Linked DNA regions of Sus scrofa: region 1 is linked to region 2. A link is a contact called in public HiChIP or PLAC-seq data. All regions are on one chromosome and are shown on one strand. Each heading gives the region's core, a stretch centred on a gene start, on an enhancer-like site or on the middle of the called end of the contact. The rest is flanking DNA. Distances are from core to core; before and after follow the strand shown.

The links. HiChIP or PLAC-seq counts read pairs in DNA pulled down with a chosen protein or histone mark.
Region 1: an H3K27ac HiChIP or PLAC-seq map of alveolar macrophages shows a contact between it and region 2. The contact joins the enhancer-like site here to the promoter of SKI in region 2. A contact is called at or near these places in 2 of 5 promoter capture datasets (fetal liver and liver), 19 of 47 Hi-C or Micro-C datasets (adipose tissue, alveolar macrophages, blood and 10 more) and 2 of 2 datasets of contacts at active chromatin or transcription factors (alveolar macrophages and skeletal muscle).

The regions. Positions count from the first base shown.
Region 1 is chr6:64,228,790-64,234,160 of Sscrofa11.1, reverse strand. All of the region lies in intron 1 of SKI (ski oncogene), which reads right to left. Among named protein-coding and RNA genes, the nearest start is that of SKI, 43 kb to the right of the region's middle. Within about 2 kb of position 2,275, at least 3 of the 83 cell types and tissues checked have an H3K27ac peak or open chromatin away from gene starts, as enhancers often do. A contact at or near this core is called in alveolar macrophages, where this site is marked.
Region 2 is chr6:64,183,797-64,189,517 of Sscrofa11.1, reverse strand. It overlaps SKI (ski oncogene), which reads right to left and starts at 1,253. Exons shown (of 7, transcript XM_021095201.1): 1 at 237-1,253. The coding sequence starts at 1,205.

The DNA of each region.
Region 1 (5,371 bases), core at 1,026-3,525, 44 kb before region 2:
AGTCCCCACCCCAGGGGCCCGCCCTGCCGCCTCCCAAACTGCCCATGCCCTTCCCTGGACGTCTTAAAAGAGAAAGAGAAAACCTTGTGGGGAGAAAAGAAAGAAGAAAGAGGATGCCCGGTGCCACTGCTGGTACAGGGCCATGTCTGCACACAGGGAGCTCTGGCTGCTCCAAGGGGCAGCAACCAGCCCTGCCGCCCGGCTCTGGGGTGACCCCGGCAGCCCAAGGCAGAGCCAGGGGCCAGCTGGGCACACCCAGCACTAACCCTGACGGGCACTCAGTCTCAAGGCCTTAAAACACACATGCAGGACTGGTGGGGAGCTCCCCTAGCACGGAACCCACCGGGCAGCACCACCCGGGGCCACCCAGGCCGTTGTCCTATGGAAAGAAGTGGTTTCAGAGTCATCTCCCCGCCAGGGCCAGTTTTACCCAAGGCCCCCCGTGGGATGTGTGGGTCTTGGGCTAAGGGCTCAGCACATCAGGACTCTGCCTGCCGCTGTCACTGAGGAAGTGGCCGTGGCCCTGGTCTGCACGGGGCGCCAGCTCTGCCCTGGGAATGGCCACCCACATGTCTCCGCCTGCGTCCCGAAGCAAGCGAATCTCCAGGGCAGGTGTCGACTTCAGCGCACCCCTTCCTCCCGCCACAGGGCCGGACCCGCCTGTGGGGTCCCAATGCAGGGCCTCCTCCCCCACGGGGGCGCCGGTACCTGCTCCCAGCCGCACACGCGTGGGGCTCGGCTGCGCAGCAGGCCCCTCCCAACTGCAAGGCCACGAGATGAGCCAGAGGCGAGCCATGCCCCCCGCCCTCCCGACGGCTGCGCCAAGACCTAAGGCCAGGAACGCAAGCTGCTGGCAGCCGTCGCCCAGCCTCACTGCTGGCGGAGGAGCACGGAGTGGATGGCAGACCCGCATCCCCGCCTCAGCCAGCCGCCAGCAGCATGAGCGTGCCCAGAGGGCTCCCCTCGAAGGAGGACATGAGACTCCATGCAGGACCAGACCCACTGGAGCGTCACAGGGGCCGCATGGGCACAGGAAGCCATAGGCACCGTCTGCTGCCAGACCCTGGCCTGAGACACGGAGGGAGGGCGGGCTGGGTGAACGCCCCCCCAAGCAAGCCAGGGGTCCATGAGCACCTGCGCGGGCTCTGCAGGGAGGTGGCAGGCGGGGACCTGGTGCAAGACCTGGACGCTGGGTCATAGAGAAGGCGGCCTGGGGCCTCAGCACCCACCCAGGGCCACAAGGGGGGACGCTTCTTTCTTTCCCCTCGCCGGCAAACTAAGGGCCCCCCATTCCACAGGCAGAGTGGCCAGAATTAGCGTCCGTCTCCAAAGGTGTCACCTCACCCGGGACCCTGCTGCCCAGCCCCTGACATCCCCCCATTTGTAAGAAGCCCCCGGGTGTGTCGAGGACAGAGTGTGGCAATGCCGGACCCAGCATCCACGAGGCTGGCAGCTGCCATCCAGGAGTTGGGGAGGCCCGCCACACCAATCAATCCCCACCACGTCCCCAGCAGTGACCCAGCCCAGCGGACGCAGGAAAGCTCCCCCCCTCATTACAGTCAACTTGTTACAGGGACAGCGCTGGCCTCCGCATCACCCCCCCAGGACCCAATGGCCTCATGCCGCCAGGTCTGCCAAGCCCAGGCCAGCAGCACGATGGGCCTCCTGCCACCCCGGAGCCACCACAGAGCCAGCACAAACCCCAGAGATCAGCCTGAGGGGCCCTGGGTGCGAGCACTCTGCCCCAGGGGAAGCTCAGAGAGCGGGGCGTGCCCTGCGGTGCCCGGTCCTGTCTGCACCCGGCCAGCACCTCTTCCCCAAAGTGCAGCCCACACAGGGAGTGCCAGCAGCCCCAGACCCAACCTCCCAGCAGCCCCCGCACTGCGCCTGCCGCACACAGTCAGACCACAGAGCTCGGCACCAAAGGCGCGTGGCTGAGCCGGGGCGGGATGCGCCTCCCACGGCCTCCAAGGTTTGAACGGCAGGGGAGGGTTTCAGGGAAGGGCCCGGCCGGCGTGGCGTGGCCGCAGTTCCTGCTGGCCGCTGCGGGAGGCAGAGGCCTGGGGGTGAGGCCACTGGTCGCCAACCTCCACCACAAGCTGCGCGGGCCTGGCGGGCCCCTGGGGGCCGTGCGGAGGCAGCAGGACCACCCCATGCCCAGGTGAGGGTGGCCGGGGGCAGCCGCTGGGACAGCCCCGCCACCATCGTGACCTTACTTCACTTTCCACGGAGCTGCAGAGCAGTTCCTTAAAAGGACACAACTCCAACCTCCTTGCTGGTTCTCACGGGCTCTCTCTCACACGCTCTCCCGTGGGGGCGGCCCCGTCGCAGGGCCGGCTCTCCAAGGGAGGCCCCTTCGCGGCTCTCCAAGGCGAAGACTGTTCGTGGGCAGCTTCCCTACGATAAAGTGCTTCCTCCGAGAAAACCCCAAGGCCGCAGAAGCGAGGCTGCCAGCGTCTGTTAAGGCTTCTGTTAAATACAGTTTTCACCGTAGGCACCACGAACGCTCCAGCAGCCAGAGCCCCACCCGCAAAGAACTGCTGAGCCGCCAGCAAAGCGCAAGGAACAAAGGATGAAACAGGAAAAGGGGACTCAGCAAAATCACAAGATTTGTGCCTCAGAGAACACTGTGGAGTTAGTGAAAAGAGGAGTTCCCGTGGTGGCTCAGTGGGTTAAGAACCCGACACAGTGTCCATGAGGATGCTGGCTCAATCCCTGTCCTGGCTCTGTGGGTTGAGGCGCTGCCATAAGCTGCGGGGTAGCTCAGCGACATTGCTCGGATCTGGCGTTGCTGGGGCTGGGGTGCAGGCCGGCAGCTGCAATTCAACCCCCAGCCCGGGAACTTCCACAGGCCGCAGATGCGGCCCTAAAAAGAACAAAGAAGAAATTTTTTGAAAAGAAAGTTAAAAAAAACAACCCACAGAATAAAAGAAAAAGTTTGCAAGTCCCATCTGACAAGGTACCTGGACGGAGAGGGCCTCAGGAATTAAAAACAACCCAACTAAAGAGGGGGAAAGACCTGAGAAGCGCTCCTCCAAAAAAGACACACGCGGCCAACAAGCCTGGGAACAAGCGCAGCGCGCAGCACCCCCAACCATCCGGGAACCGCGCCTCGCCTGCCAGGACCGGCCATCAAGTCCAGAAAAGCAGTGTTGGGAGGATGGTGGGAAACGGGGTGGCATGGGGCATGAGATGCCCTGGAAACACCCACGAAGCGAGAGTGCAGGGTGCCAAGCCCAGGGCGCCCAGGGGCGCCGGAGCCGGAGAGCTGTTGCTTCTCTCGCCTGCGTGTCCATCTACAACTGCCGCAAAGGCATCGACGAAACACAGCGAGGGGCCCCTTCACGCCCGCGGGCAGCTCTACTGGCCCGAGAGCCGGACAGGACAGACTTGGTGACGACGTGCAGGACCCGGACGCCTGCCGCGCTGCCAGTGGGAGGCACAGAGCTGGCACTGCGCAACGGTCCGGTGAGGCCTCGGAAATCAAGTCCAGAATCGGGGCAGCATCCAGCAATCCCACCCCTGGGCATCTGCTCAAGATGATGCAAACAGGCCCACAGACAAATCGGACCCGAGGGTTCACAGCAGCATCGTCGGTAACAGCCAAAGGGTGGAGTCAGGCCAAGGTGCCGTCTGCGGGTGCGGGGCACTGGACCAACGGAGCAAGGCCTGGCCGACCCGCACGCTCGACAGTGTGGGGAGCGGGGCGCGAACACACGACATCACGGGACCACAGCCCAGGTGCTCAGGGAGAGACGCAGCCACAAGAGGCCACAGCGTGGACGACCTCGCTCCCGGGCAGCGTCCAGAACAGGCGACCCACCGACACGAGGGGGCCAGTGGGTGCTGGTGTTGGGGCCCTGCTGGCGAGGGGCTTCTTTGGGGTGCTGGGCACGTTCCAGAATGAGATCAGGTGATGGCAACGTGCACTGCAAACCCCTGGCCTGTCTCTGAGCAGGGCGAACTTCATGGCACGTGAATTATATCTCAGTACAGCTCTTATTAAGGCAGCCGTTAAAAAAATGAGACGAACTGTTGCTTGAAAAACCAACCCCCCGAGGGCTCAGAGTTCTGGACTCACAGTCCCCCCAGCAAAGGGCAGAGCAGGACGTCAGAGGGGCCCTGGAGGCCACCACAGAAGAGGGACGGCAGCAACAGGGCGCCAGGTGGTGTGGGGGTCGGGGAGGGTCTCGAGCCACTGAGAGCACAGGTAGTTCTCAGGGAGGGACGAGGTGAGGGCAGCGGTTCAGGGGACACAGAGACCGCTGTACCAGGCAGGGGCAGGCACCCCATGTCACCTCTGGATGAGACCTCGGGGCTGGCACCTGCCGGGCAGCCTCGGCAGGTCCAAGACACGGTGGCCCCAGTCAGGGTCCAGGGTTGCGGGGTGGGGGGCAGGGCTGCACACACACCCAGGGGCCAGGCCAGGAGGGTGACCACTAGGTCCTGAGGCCACCCTGGCCCCCACCTCCCAAAATCCTGTGGCCCAGTGACCTCGGCAGTGGATGCCCTGGGAGCCCCACGCCACCTGGCTCTCTCCAGCCTGGTGCCAACCTCCAGGGGGAGGTGGGGGGCTGCCCAGGACCAGCCCTGCCCCACAGCAGGGCAGGGAGCACCCTCAGCTGCTCGGCCTGCACCCACCACCCAAGGCCCAGGGCCCTGGGAACGAGGAGCACGGCTTCCTGCCAAGCCTGGACCCCCGGAACAGCGCCTTCCGAGGCGCTCACTCAGCACTGCTCGTGGTCCCATCACGACCTGACGAGCAGTCCCCACCCGACCTCAGAGACCTTCCACCGGGAGAACGACCCCCACCCCGCCAGACCCCACAGCCAACAGGGCCTTGGAAGTGGCGAGAGACACGCGTACAGAGCCACGAATCGGCAACAACCCCGTCTAGCTGTAAATGCTGCAAATGGCACCCGAAAGCATCGAGGAACCTTCATCCAAGACACCTCTTCCCAACTCAGAGGCCGCCCAACGGGCCAACCTCTGCAACGGGCACACTTCAACACAGAGCCCACTGCTCGGGGACACGTCCACACGCCCACGTCACGGCAGATGCACACACAGCTTCTAGGTGAGAAATGCGGGGACGTGGGAAGCCTTTCCGAGATTCCCAGGCCCCGGGGACAGGACCTGGGGGCTTCGGCCCCAGACAAAGAACAGCGGGGCTCGAGGCAGGGGCCGGGGGACAGCTCGGCGGAAGCCGCAGCTGGCCGGGGAGGCTGCAGTCTCCGTGACCCTCAGAGCGCCCGAAGGTCCCACTGTCCCTTCTGTAACGTTCCACCATTTAGCAGGTCGGCGGGTAGGCGGCCAGGCCCACAGACGGAGCCGGGACGTTCTCCCCTACAAAGCGCCCCACCCCAGAAGC
Region 2 (5,721 bases), core at 4-2,503:
AGTCAGACAGGAGGCTCTTCCTCCCGGGCTACCTGGCCCTCTAGGGGGACAAGGACACTCCCCTGCCCCCCCACCCCAGTCTCCTTAAAACAAAACAAAACAAAACACCGAGACGTGTGGAGGCGGAGGAAGCACAGGTCGCACCGCGCGCCCCAGCCCCTGCCCACAGCCACCACCCCCCCCCCACCGCCGCCGCCCCCCCCCAGGCGCGCCGCCGCCGCTCGCAGGACACTCACCCGGGGCGCCCGCCTCTTGTACTTGTTGCCGTAGTCGAACTTCTCCTTGACGTCGTCCAGGCATCTGCCGAGGCGCGCCTGCTCCTCCTTGCCGGTGTAGTCCTGGCTCAGCAGGATGTAGGCCCGCCAGTTGGCCGAGTCGAAGCCCCAGTGGCAGGTCCGGTTCTCCAGGGCCTTGTGCGAGTGCACCACGAACTTATGCGGTGGGTACAGGAGAGAGCAGTCCAGGCACTGGATGCAGGCGGCGCTCGGGCTGCTGTACAGCTCGGGGACCAGCAGTCCCTTGCACTTGCCGAAGCACTCGTGGTACACGCGCACGCTGCGCTCGCTGCGCTCCAGGCCCAGCGCCAGGCTGGCGGCCAGCTCCTGCTTGCAGGGCGGCGGGTAGGCGCCGCCGTAGAGCAGCGCGTTGCACAGGCGCTCGGCGTCCGTCTTGGTGATGAGCCCGCACGAGGGCGCCGAGAAGGGCAGGATGCCCATGACTTTGAGGATCTCCAGCTGGTCGGCCGTGCAGCGCGAGCAGTAGATGTGCAGCTCGTCGCACACCGAGTTGATCTGCTGCAGCGAGAAGTCGCGCAGCACCGAGTTGAGGATCTGCGGCAGACACAGGCGCTTCTCGCCGCCCACCACGAAGCACGAGATGGTCTCGCCCTCCAGCACGGTCTCGCAGCGCTCCGTGGAGCGGTCGGACGGCATGAAGAAGGGCCCGGGCAGCACGGGCGGCGGCGGCTGGATGGCGGGCAGGTGCAGCACCGGCGGAGGCTCGGCGGCCGCGGGCACCGGCGCCGGCACCGCGGCCGCGCCCGCCTCCTTGGCGCTCTCCTTCTTGTAGGCCTCCTGCGCCCAGCGCGCCGAGAAGGCGGCCGGGCCGCCCAGCGAGCTCATGGAGCTCAGGTGGAACTGCTCCAGCGTCTTCTGCAGCCCCGGGTGCGGCTGAAAGCCGCCCCGGCCGCCCGCCGCCGCCTCCATGGTGCGCTCCGGCTCCCCAGGCCGCTCCCGCTCCCGCGCGCCCGGGCCCCCGCGGCCCCCGCCGCCGCCGCCCCGCGCGCCCCGGCGGCGCCCCCGGCCCCGGCCCCGGCCGCCCCCCGCCACCGGCTCCCGGCCGATCACGGCCGCGGCCTCGGCCTCGCCCGGGGGCGCGAAGGGGAAGGCGGGCGGGGCGAAGGGGTCCCGCCGCTGCAGCCCGCCGCCGCCCGGGCCCGGCGCCACATCCACGCGCCCCGCGCCGCGCCCGCCGCCGCCCGGGCCCCCGCGCGCCCCCCGCGCGCCCCCCGGGCCCTAGGCGCGGGGCATGCCCCAGCGCGCGCCGCCAACGCCAACGCCAACGCTCGCGGGCCCGGGGCTCGCGGGGGGCGCGCGGGCAGGTGCCGGCGCCGCGAGGCGCGAATCGCCGCGGCGGCCGAGGCCGAGGGGCCCGGGAGGAGCGGGGGCGCGGGCGCGGGGCCCGCCGGGCCGTCCTCGCGCGGCGCGCCGCCGCCGCCGCCCCGCTCCTCCCACCGCGCGGCGCCCGCCCGGCTCGTCCCGGCGGCGCTGGCCGGCCGCGTCGCGCCCGCCGCCGGCCTCCCGGCCCGGCCCGCGCCCACCCCGCCGCCCGCGCCCGGCTCCGCGGCCTGCCCGCCCGCCCGCGCGCGCGCGCGCGCGGCTTCCGGGGCGGCGGAGCGCCTGTGGCGGCGGCCTCAGACCGCGGCGGCGGCGGCGGCGCGGAGATCGGCGCACATCCTCCCGGCGGCTCGCTCCAGCTCGGACTGAGCGCCGGGCGCTGAGCTCACGCCGCCGCCCCGCCCCGCGCCCCGCCCCGCGCCGCGCCGCCGCCCCGCCCCGCGCGTCGTCTGGGGCCGCGCGTCCGCCTCAGCCGAGCGCCGGCCTGGAATGCGCCGGCCCCCCGACCCGGCTCTTCCAGGAACGCGCGCTCCCCCCGCCCACGCCCGGCGCTCGGCCGCGCTCGGCCGCGCTCGGGCCCGTCCGCCCGGGACTCGGCTCCGCTCGGCCCAGCCCGCCGGGGACTCGGGTCTGCTCGGCTCCGCTCGGCTCCGCTCGGCCGCAGCCGCCAGGGGTTCAGCGCTGTTCGGCGCCGATCGGCCCCACCCGCCGGAAGGCGGCTCCGCGGGGGCGACGGCGGCGCCCCAGGCCCCTCATCCGGCGGAGGCCGCTTCCTGCGCGGCCGCGAAGGCCCCCGGCCCGCCGCCCCGTCGCCACCAGAGCCCAGAAACCCACACGGGGCCCCCACCACAACCGCAGACCAGCTGAGGAGCGGACAGGACGGGCCGCGCGTCCTCCATCAACGCCGCGGTCCCCACGCACACGATGGGGACACCAGGCAAAATGATCCAAGTCGCACATAGTACAGGGACACCAAGCAACACGATGTGGGTTAGGAGTGCAGCACCCCGGAGACACACACCCCCCCCGCAGGAGACAGACCCCGTGCAGCCTGTCCTGGGGACCGACCGCCAAGGCATGACTGCTGGCAGGAAGGGCCACGCTGTGACCCCGCACCCGGGTCTCCCCACACAGCCAGCAGCCGCACCTCCTGCCAGCTCCAGTGCAGGACTGCTGCGCCACAGGACAGGGCTTGCCTCTGGGGGCTGTGTCCGCGTGGTCCTCCCAGGTCGCTGCGCAGCGCGTGTCCTCAGTACAGACTGGCCCTGCCCTAACCCCGCAGCGCCCAGGCCCAGAGAGCCATTTATACATCTGCAGGGCACCTAGGCCGAGACCCCACTGCCGTCCTTCCACACACTGGCTGTACTAGGGCAAGGGGCCAACCAGAAGGCGCCGGGTGGAACAGGCTGGAGGGGGGGCGCCCCCAGAGGAGGCAGCATCCAGCAGAGGCCTGGGGGCAGGGCACTCGGGGTCAGGAGGTAGGTTTAGGCTGTGCTCAACCTGAGGGCAGAAGGACACTCCAGCCCAACCCGGCAGTGGCACCTTTTCCTCCACGGGATGAGAGCACCCAAACTGGCCTGGGCACTGGGGGGCACATGGGGCACAGTGGGTGAGAAGGCCGCACCCACTTCAGCCTGTCACCTGCTGTTCCTGACTCCCCAGGGGAAGCTGGAGCTGGCCCCAACCCAGCTCTGCTCTGGGGGAGTGTCTGCTCCGGGCAGCCGACCGGGCATCTCCGCAGGCCTCAGTCACCTCTCGGGCACGGCCACGTGTCTGGATAGGCAGCTAGGATGGGCCGGTGACCCCACACCTGTACACCTGCAGACCCAGGCAGGCTCTGGGGCCCTTGAGATTCAGGGCGCAGTGCCCCACGTTTGAGGACCTGACTGCTCCCTGCCCGCCCTCACCTATGTCCTGGGGACTGTCCTTTCCACTGCTCACTCCAGTGCCCCAACACGAGAAAACTGGGGAAGGGGTGTTTTAAAAAACAAGAAAAAGGACTTCTCTACTTTCGGAGGCTGTTTTCTTGGCCACTGTACAGGCCAAAAATGTTTCTTTTGCACCTGGCTCGGTTCCTTCCACGTGGACCTGACTCCCATACTGCTCAGACAACCTGTAATCGGAAGAAGCTGGTTGGAGCACCAGAGGGCTGGAGGGAGGGTTTCCAGCCAAGCACACAATTCCTCCTGCTCTTTTGACCCGATGGGCACTCCCAGGAGGGCCCTGAGTCTGAGCCCCCCAGATGGGCAGTGGTTGGCTCACCGTGCTCCACCGGCCCCCAGCCCCGGCTTTGCTGGGCCCTGGGAAGGGGCCTTGGGCACGGGCCGACACTCCCAGAGCTTCAGAACCCAGACTGAAGCTGAATTGGGGTGCAGTGGGTGCAGCAGGGGACAGGTGAGGGGTGAAGGGCCTTGAGAAGCAGGGAGCACCCAAACTCATCTCTACGACTTCTCTGTCTCCGTAGACTCTGAGGTCTTCTTCCCCCAAAGATGCTGGAGTTTCCAGAGCAACAGAGCCCACCCCTTCCAGCAAGGGCCAGCCGTGCACAGAGTCAGCCAGGCCCTGTCTTCCCCGTGAGCGCAGCTGGAGGGGCTCCCACCTGCTCGCCCTCCTCCCTCCCATCCATCCCAGCAGCTGTCCTACCCCTCCCTCTGTCTCCTGCCACACCGGCAGGTTGGGGGTCCAGGCCACAGGTACAGCCGGTTGGGTGCCAGAGGCAGGAACCCGTGGCACCAGGCCCTCCCTCTCCAGCACTTGCCACGCTGATGGGTGTGGGCAGCTGGTCATGTCTGGGTTTGCTCGCAAGATAAGCACATGCTGTGGAGCTCGTCCCCTGCAGGCACAAGCCAGGTGCTGGGACCAGAGGGGAAAGAGACCAGGCTCTGCCCCACATGGCTTCCGTCTCCTACAGCAAAGGAGCCCAAGGGTTGCCCACCCAGCTGCAAGGGAGTGAGGTCATCCAGGTCCTGCAGAGGCCGCCAAGGGCTGGGCGCTGGCTTTGGAGCCAGCAGCACTCCAGGACCAGAGTGATGGGTGCCCCTTGCCTTGGGGGCAGCTCAGAGACCCAGCTGGAGAAATGGGCTGGGAAGCTCGGATCAGCGGGCCCTACTCAAGACCCCCAACAGACGGCTTCCCGGAGAAACAGCCCTGCCCTCCCTGGCTCCCACCTGCCCCCTGCGCCTACTTCTTGGGAAGAAAACCCCTGCTCTCAGACAAGCACAAACTGCCATTGTCAGGAAAGTGCCAGGATTCTGTTCTAAAACTTTAAATTTGAAAATAAAATTATTCGAGTAACATGAGCTTGATAAAATGCTAGAGAAGACTTTTGTCTTAGTTTGGGTTCTGCCAAAAGCAGACCTGAGACAAAGGCTTGAGGGCAAAGAGTTCGTTGGAGGGGTGTTTCCAGGACACAAAGTTGGGGTTGGAGGGAGGAAGGAAGGGGGGGCAGGACGCCCGGGTGTGTTACGACCCTGACATCCCGGGCTCCTGGGACTGGGTCCTGGGGCTTAGAGCCAACCCAGGGGGTGGGCCTGACGGAGGTCAGAGCCCAAGGAGGAGAGGAGAGGAGAAGAGACGTCCCGTCCTTGGGGCAGGAGATGGATCACGAGTGGGATGGCGCCGATAAGGAATCACTCTGCTGGTGGCAGTTCACGTCTCTTGCTGTTAGAGGTGGAAATTCAAAATATGAGGAGGGGTGAAAAAGCGATTAGAGTTGGCAATACCCGTGCGAACCCGGGAATTTTAAAGTTTATAAGCAAATAGCAAAACTACAGAAGTAGGTGCGGGTTTGTACAGACAGCCGTGTACTCCCTGGCTTTGCCCACTGAGACAGTGGGGGAGCGACACCCCAACAGCAGCAAGCACCCTGAGAACTTGCGTCTTGGCTTCTAAGTTCCACCTTCTACTGAAAGGAGCCAGAGTGCCCTGGAGAAGTGGCTGGTCGCGGGGCTGGGGAAAAGGGTGCAGGATGAGTTTCAAACATCTTACTGCGTCGGGACGTATGGAGAGCAGGGAAGGGATATGCAGGCGGCTTAAGGCAGAAGGGCCCCCAGCAAGTCAGAGATCATAATAGGTGCTGTGGGTTATAGCCACGGAATAAAGTAGA